2 separate regions of the Zea mays genome follow, and region 2 is linked to region 1. The links are chromatin contacts, called in public Hi-C maps. All regions are on one chromosome and are shown on one strand. Each heading gives the region's core, a stretch centred on a gene start, on an enhancer-like site or on the middle of the called end of the contact. The rest is flanking DNA. Distances are from core to core; before and after follow the strand shown.

What was found. A called contact is a pair of places that touch in the nucleus more often than the background predicts.
Region 2: a contact with region 1 is called in a Hi-C map of leaf, with 1.9 times the contacts expected there. The contact joins the promoter of LOC100192048 here to the promoter of LOC103634945 in region 1. A contact is called at or near these places in 5 of 25 Hi-C or Micro-C datasets (ear, endosperm, leaf and 1 more).

The regions. Positions count from the first base shown.
Region 1 is chr1:60,573,663-60,576,362 of Zm-B73-REFERENCE-NAM-5.0, forward strand. It overlaps LOC103634945 (chromatin-remodeling ATPase INO80), which reads left to right and starts at 1,439. Exons shown (of 22, transcript XM_020546378.2): 1 at 1,439-1,915. The coding sequence starts at 1,847.
Region 2 is chr1:60,934,003-60,936,702 of Zm-B73-REFERENCE-NAM-5.0, forward strand. LOC100192048 (R3H domain protein) reads right to left here and starts at 1,323. Exons shown (of 5, transcript NM_001137471.2): 1 at 873-1,323; 2 at 720-791; 3 at 93-178. The coding sequence starts at 1,105.

The sequences.
Region 1 (2,700 bases), core at 189-2,688:
GTTCATTCCATAAACTTATCTAGAATATTTATAATTAGATGGTTGCATAATACTGATTGGTTGTAATGTAGTGGTGAAACAGAGGATTATGTATACCTAGAATCATAAATGAATTATGAAATCTTTTTCATAATAATATAACACACATTTGTACATAAGTTATTGTGGTATTATATGTTTCCGTTGCAACGCACGGGCACTCACCTAGTATATATAACAATAATAATAATAATAGTAATAATAATAATAATAATAATAATAATAATAATAATAATATAGTAATAATAATATTAAGGAGATTCTTAATAGTGGTTTGATCATAGCAATGCAGACGCAACTCTACTTTATGTGATAAAATTATATAATAACACTCGCATATATATATATATATTGCATCTAGAAAAAATGCCTCTAAATATGTTGTTCTACGAGCAGCGTTTCTTAGGTCCTAGATTTTCACGCCAAAGCATAAGTCTAAGGACCGGCCTTGGTTACAGATATTCTCACATGACTATAGTGTCGCTGTGTATATGTGGGGTAGGGGTTCAGAGAGTTTTATCGACATGAGAAGGTTTTTTTAATATATACCATAGGCGTCTTACCCTATAGGTGGAGGTTTAAGAGCATCCACAATAGTTAGGTAAGCAACTCTATAAATATGAATTAAAGAAATTTTCAAGAAAACTCTTCTCCAATAGTAGTGTAAAGCAAGTCCCTAAATTTACAAACTCTCTACAAAATTCAATTTCATTTCTACATTTAGCAACATTGTTGGGACTCCTGAAATCAACGTTTGCGCCAAATCCACTGTGAAAAGCCTACTCCCACCATTTGTTTTGTGCGTCCCATCATCTCGATGATCACAAATCCATCTCAGTGCTCCAAACACCTAGACGCCACCACCGTTAGAGAACCTCTTGTGTCGAGGCGCCACTATAGCGCCTCCTATGTCACCTTCATGCCGTCGCCGTGAGGACCTTTGTGGATGGTGTGTGCCTGTTGTTACGGCTGCCTGGTCTTTCATCGACAACTCCGACTTCACAAGACGTTGTTAGCATTTTTTTATGTAAGCCGATATGAAAGTTTACCTTATTAAGATCTGTAGCAGATCTTATACCGCTTGAAAAGTAAGTAAATGTTGTTGATAGGGATTTTCTGCACCAGTCCAATTAAAAGTAGAAAGTGGGTTCACTTATTTCTTGACGTGTGCAACTTTTAAAAAATTAGTAACCAATAAATAGAGATTGGCTGGATCACATATATTTTTTATTTCTTAAAATGTTTTAGCATATCTCTAAATCTATAATTTAACTCTCTAAATTTACAATTTAAGAAGTTTTGCATTCATTTTCTAATAACAAACTCCAAGAATTCTGTTTTGCCGCCAAAATTAACTCCGGATGGGATAAAAAAAAGAGAGAAGAAACAAAGGCCGTGTGGGCGCAGGCAGCCAGCACATACGTTGGCGCAGGCAGCAGCCGCAGCACATACGTTGGCGAGTGGAAAACCCAGGCCCAGACCCCTTCCGGTTTCGCTTTCCCTGCTCCCCTCTTCTCCTCTCTCCCCTCCGCGGCCAAGCCAGAGCCATGCCTCGTTCTACTACTTCCCCCACCACGTCACAACAGGGCATCCACACCACCCCCCACCGCCTCCCTCCACCTCCGCCTCCTTCCCCACCCCCCTTCCGCTTCCGCCCACAACCCTAACCTTAATCCCGTCGCCGCCGTAGCCGCGGACCGACTGGGCCGACTCCCGCACCGCGCCTTCGGCGTTATATTCGGTCCCTGCGTTCTCTCTCTCCGGTTCCCCACCTCCCGCGGCGAGCCGGGGCGCTAGGGTTTTCTACATGGATCCGCGCCGCGCACCCCCGCGGGGCGGCGGCGGGCTCTCTTACTCCACGCTGTTCAACCTCGAGGTAGCCGCTATTATTACTGTGTAGCTCTGCTCTGCTCTCTCTCTCTCTCTCTCTCTCTCTCTACCGTGAAGAGGGTTTCGCTGTGGATTGAACGCTGCGGGGTGGATGCAATTGTTGGGTTACCGAACTCGTTATTGCTCGGTTCTGGGTTAATTCTCTTCCCCGGGTTACTTATTTTGTACCATGTTTTTTTGGGTGCAATCTGGTGGTCATTTTGAGTTGGAGCCCCCTTTTCAGCCCGTCTGTTATGGCTGCCTAGTATCCGATTAATGTAGGTTGCGTAGTGGTGCTGCTCTATGTTGTATGGTAGCTGATACTCATTGCTCAACACTACTGTTTAATTGGTTTGGACTTTGGACTACCATTCAATTGCTGCATTGTGTTTTGCTAGGCCTAAGTCACTGGTTTCCCTTATTGGTTATTCTAGTCTAAGTACGGTTCTTAGTGTGTTGAAAATTCATGATCAACTGGTGTGCTTATTGTCTTGTTTAACTTATATCAGCTGCCTCCTGCTTAGTGTTTACTCATCATTTTTGTCAAAAAATATAGTATTTCATGCATGACTGAATATGTTTTGGTGCAGTTGCTTGCCTAAGTTGTTGTTCTTAATGTAGTCATACAATGTTATGAGTTACATACATCTCTTATTAGTTGCTGGGATCTATCTATGCTCTTTTGTCGTGCATTGTGTGTTGTGTGTTGTGCTCTACTGGTTTGCTTAGTTTGCAGTGTGTCAATTGTCACTATTGCTAATTTGCTATTCTTGCTTTCTCTAAACTGACACA
Region 2 (2,700 bases), core at 73-2,572, 360 kb after region 1:
CACTAAGTCCAAATACTAGATGCACTATGCACATGATATGGCAGATAAAATACCCCTCTTTTATTATACAAATGGGCAGAAAAGTGACTCACCTATATCATTTCTGGTTAGCACAACGGACGCCAAATCGTCACTGTTATCAAACTTCCATATCATATCACTAACAAGGACAGATGGGCTGCAACAAACGAGATGACTAATTCAACCTAACGGGAAAACACAACAGCTACGTATTTACTCAATCAATAAGATATAGCATAGCTTTTGAGATAAATATAATGTAGAAAGAACAGAGCAGGTGAGAGCAGCAACAAAAGGTACATCAAACATGAAGAAAGCAACATGTAAGATGCTAAGGATACATGGTGCAGTTGAAGCTCACAATAGTATGGTACCCAAAAGAACATGCATAGATCCAAATTATAGAACACAAAATGAGTTAGGGTGCAACTGGTACTACAGCGGATTACATATATTGAAACACTATTAGAAAGTTGTGTCTTGAGTGTTTAACTGAATTGGCTGTAACTTTGTTTCTCCTGCATTCATGCAAGCATCAAATGCTGGTTGAAAGATATACTTGAAACATACTAATATTGTGGTACAGTGGGGATTCTGATCTAATGTTAGAACATAATCTAGAGAACAGAAAAGCAAAGGCATAGAGATGACAGGCAACAAGTCAAGAGATTTTACTGGAAGCAAGCTTGGCAACATACATGGCTGTTTCAGGGCAGCACTGGAGGACTAAATGTCGATCCTCGCCTTCACCAACCGATTCATGAGCGAACCTAGGTAGAAGCAGGCAAATTAGCTGTTAGGCACAGCACACACACACACAGCATCACCCCAATTGAAGCTAGCAGGTGTACCCATAGATTTCAGCAAGGCGATGCAAGAGAAGGCGGTGGTAGGCCCCAGCAGGCTGAAGCTCTATCGTATCCGCCGCATCGTCGTCCTCTTCACGGTCGCCGTCGCGGCAGTGCAGCTGCTGGAGGGCTGCGATGAGGGCTTCCTCGGTGGAGAGGATCAGGTGCTTGCTGTGCAGGTTGTCCTTGATGAGCGAGGCCAGCTCCTCAACCATGGCGAACTGAGTGGTAGTCATCTCCGGAATTGGATTGCTGGTGGAAGCAGCGACCCAATCCAATCTGCCAGGAGTCGAAGCGCGGAAGTGCTGCTGAGGAAAGCCTAGCGACTAGCGTAGCGGGATTTTTGCAACAACCGCAATCAGGGAGGCGGGATTTTTGCAACAACTGCCTGGACGAGAAGGGGATTCGGAGGAAAGCCCTGGGCTGAAGCAAGTATCGTTAGGCTAGGGCTTGGACGCCGTTGGTGGGACAAATGCTTATTCTGGGTACCATATATCTTCGTTCGCTAAAATATTTTAATGAGAAATTGTCAATAGCTAAAAATACCTCACAATACATATGCTTCTTGCTTGATTACCTCACTGTCATTTATTTAGCACTACCGTACCTAGCGGTGAGAAAAGAGCTGCCGTTCTTGCGATAGCAGGGATGGGTGGCGGCGGCGTGCACAACGATTGGGATGTGGGAAGGGGCAGCAATAGGGAGGGGCGGCGGTGACGCCCCTGTGGACTGTGGTGATGGACGATGACGACGCTGTCAACGATTAAGGGCTTGATTGGCTAATCTTGGATTGAGGTGGATTGAAGTGGTATAAGGTGTATTGAAGTGTAATATGAACTAATTTCTCTTTCTTGCCTGAAGGGAAGGGGAAGCGACAGGGATGATGTGTACGTGATGTTGTAAAGGCAAACTGCATTTACTGAATTAGTTTACGAGAAGTGTTTAATAGGGGTAAAATCTAACACTTTAAAGCCTAGTTTTAATACTCTATTATTTACCTTAATCCATATGTATTGATCTGGATTATGGTGTAACTTAGTTTAATAGAATTGGACTTATAGTGGAGTAATCTAGCTAGAGACACATGTATTGTGGGGTATTTTAGATATTGGCAATATCAGTGAGGTATTTTGGTGAGCGGCCATGTATAGGGACCCAAATAAGCAAATTTGGTTAGTGGGGGAGCCGCTAGATAGGCCATGTGTTATGTGTATCCGTACATGCACGGAGTCAAAACTCTCCATTTGGAACTGGAATTGGATCTGAGTGGCGTACAAACTCCAGAGGTGTGGAGGCGGAGGATCGGTCGGTTAGTCTCAAAGGGAACTGTTGAAGCGGGTGCGGTTAGAGCGTCACACAAAATATATTGTTTTTAGTAGATCATATAAACGGTCGCACATCAGTAAAGCGTGCGCGCACGACGCACGAATATTGAGACATGTGTCCCACTGAAGCAGCTAGCATTTGCACAACCACATGAACTCGCTAATATCCACGATGCCACGGGATGACGTGAACTTTGTGTCCGCATGCGCGATCTATTGAATGCATGAATAATATGATTTTGTTACTCATTTTTCACATCCATAGTCGCATCCACGATGCTGTGAGATGACGTGCATTTTTGTGTGATCGTATGCGCGATCTGTTGGAAGCATAAATAATATGATTTTGTTACTTATTTTTCACATCCACAGTCACATCCACAACTTGTTGGAGATAGCCTCAGTCCTTTCGGACTCTCCGTTCTCCTCTCTCCCACTTTGTATTAAACTAAAGGTTAGACGAGTTGGGTTGCGAATACTTTTGAGCTAGGAAATACGATAAGGGT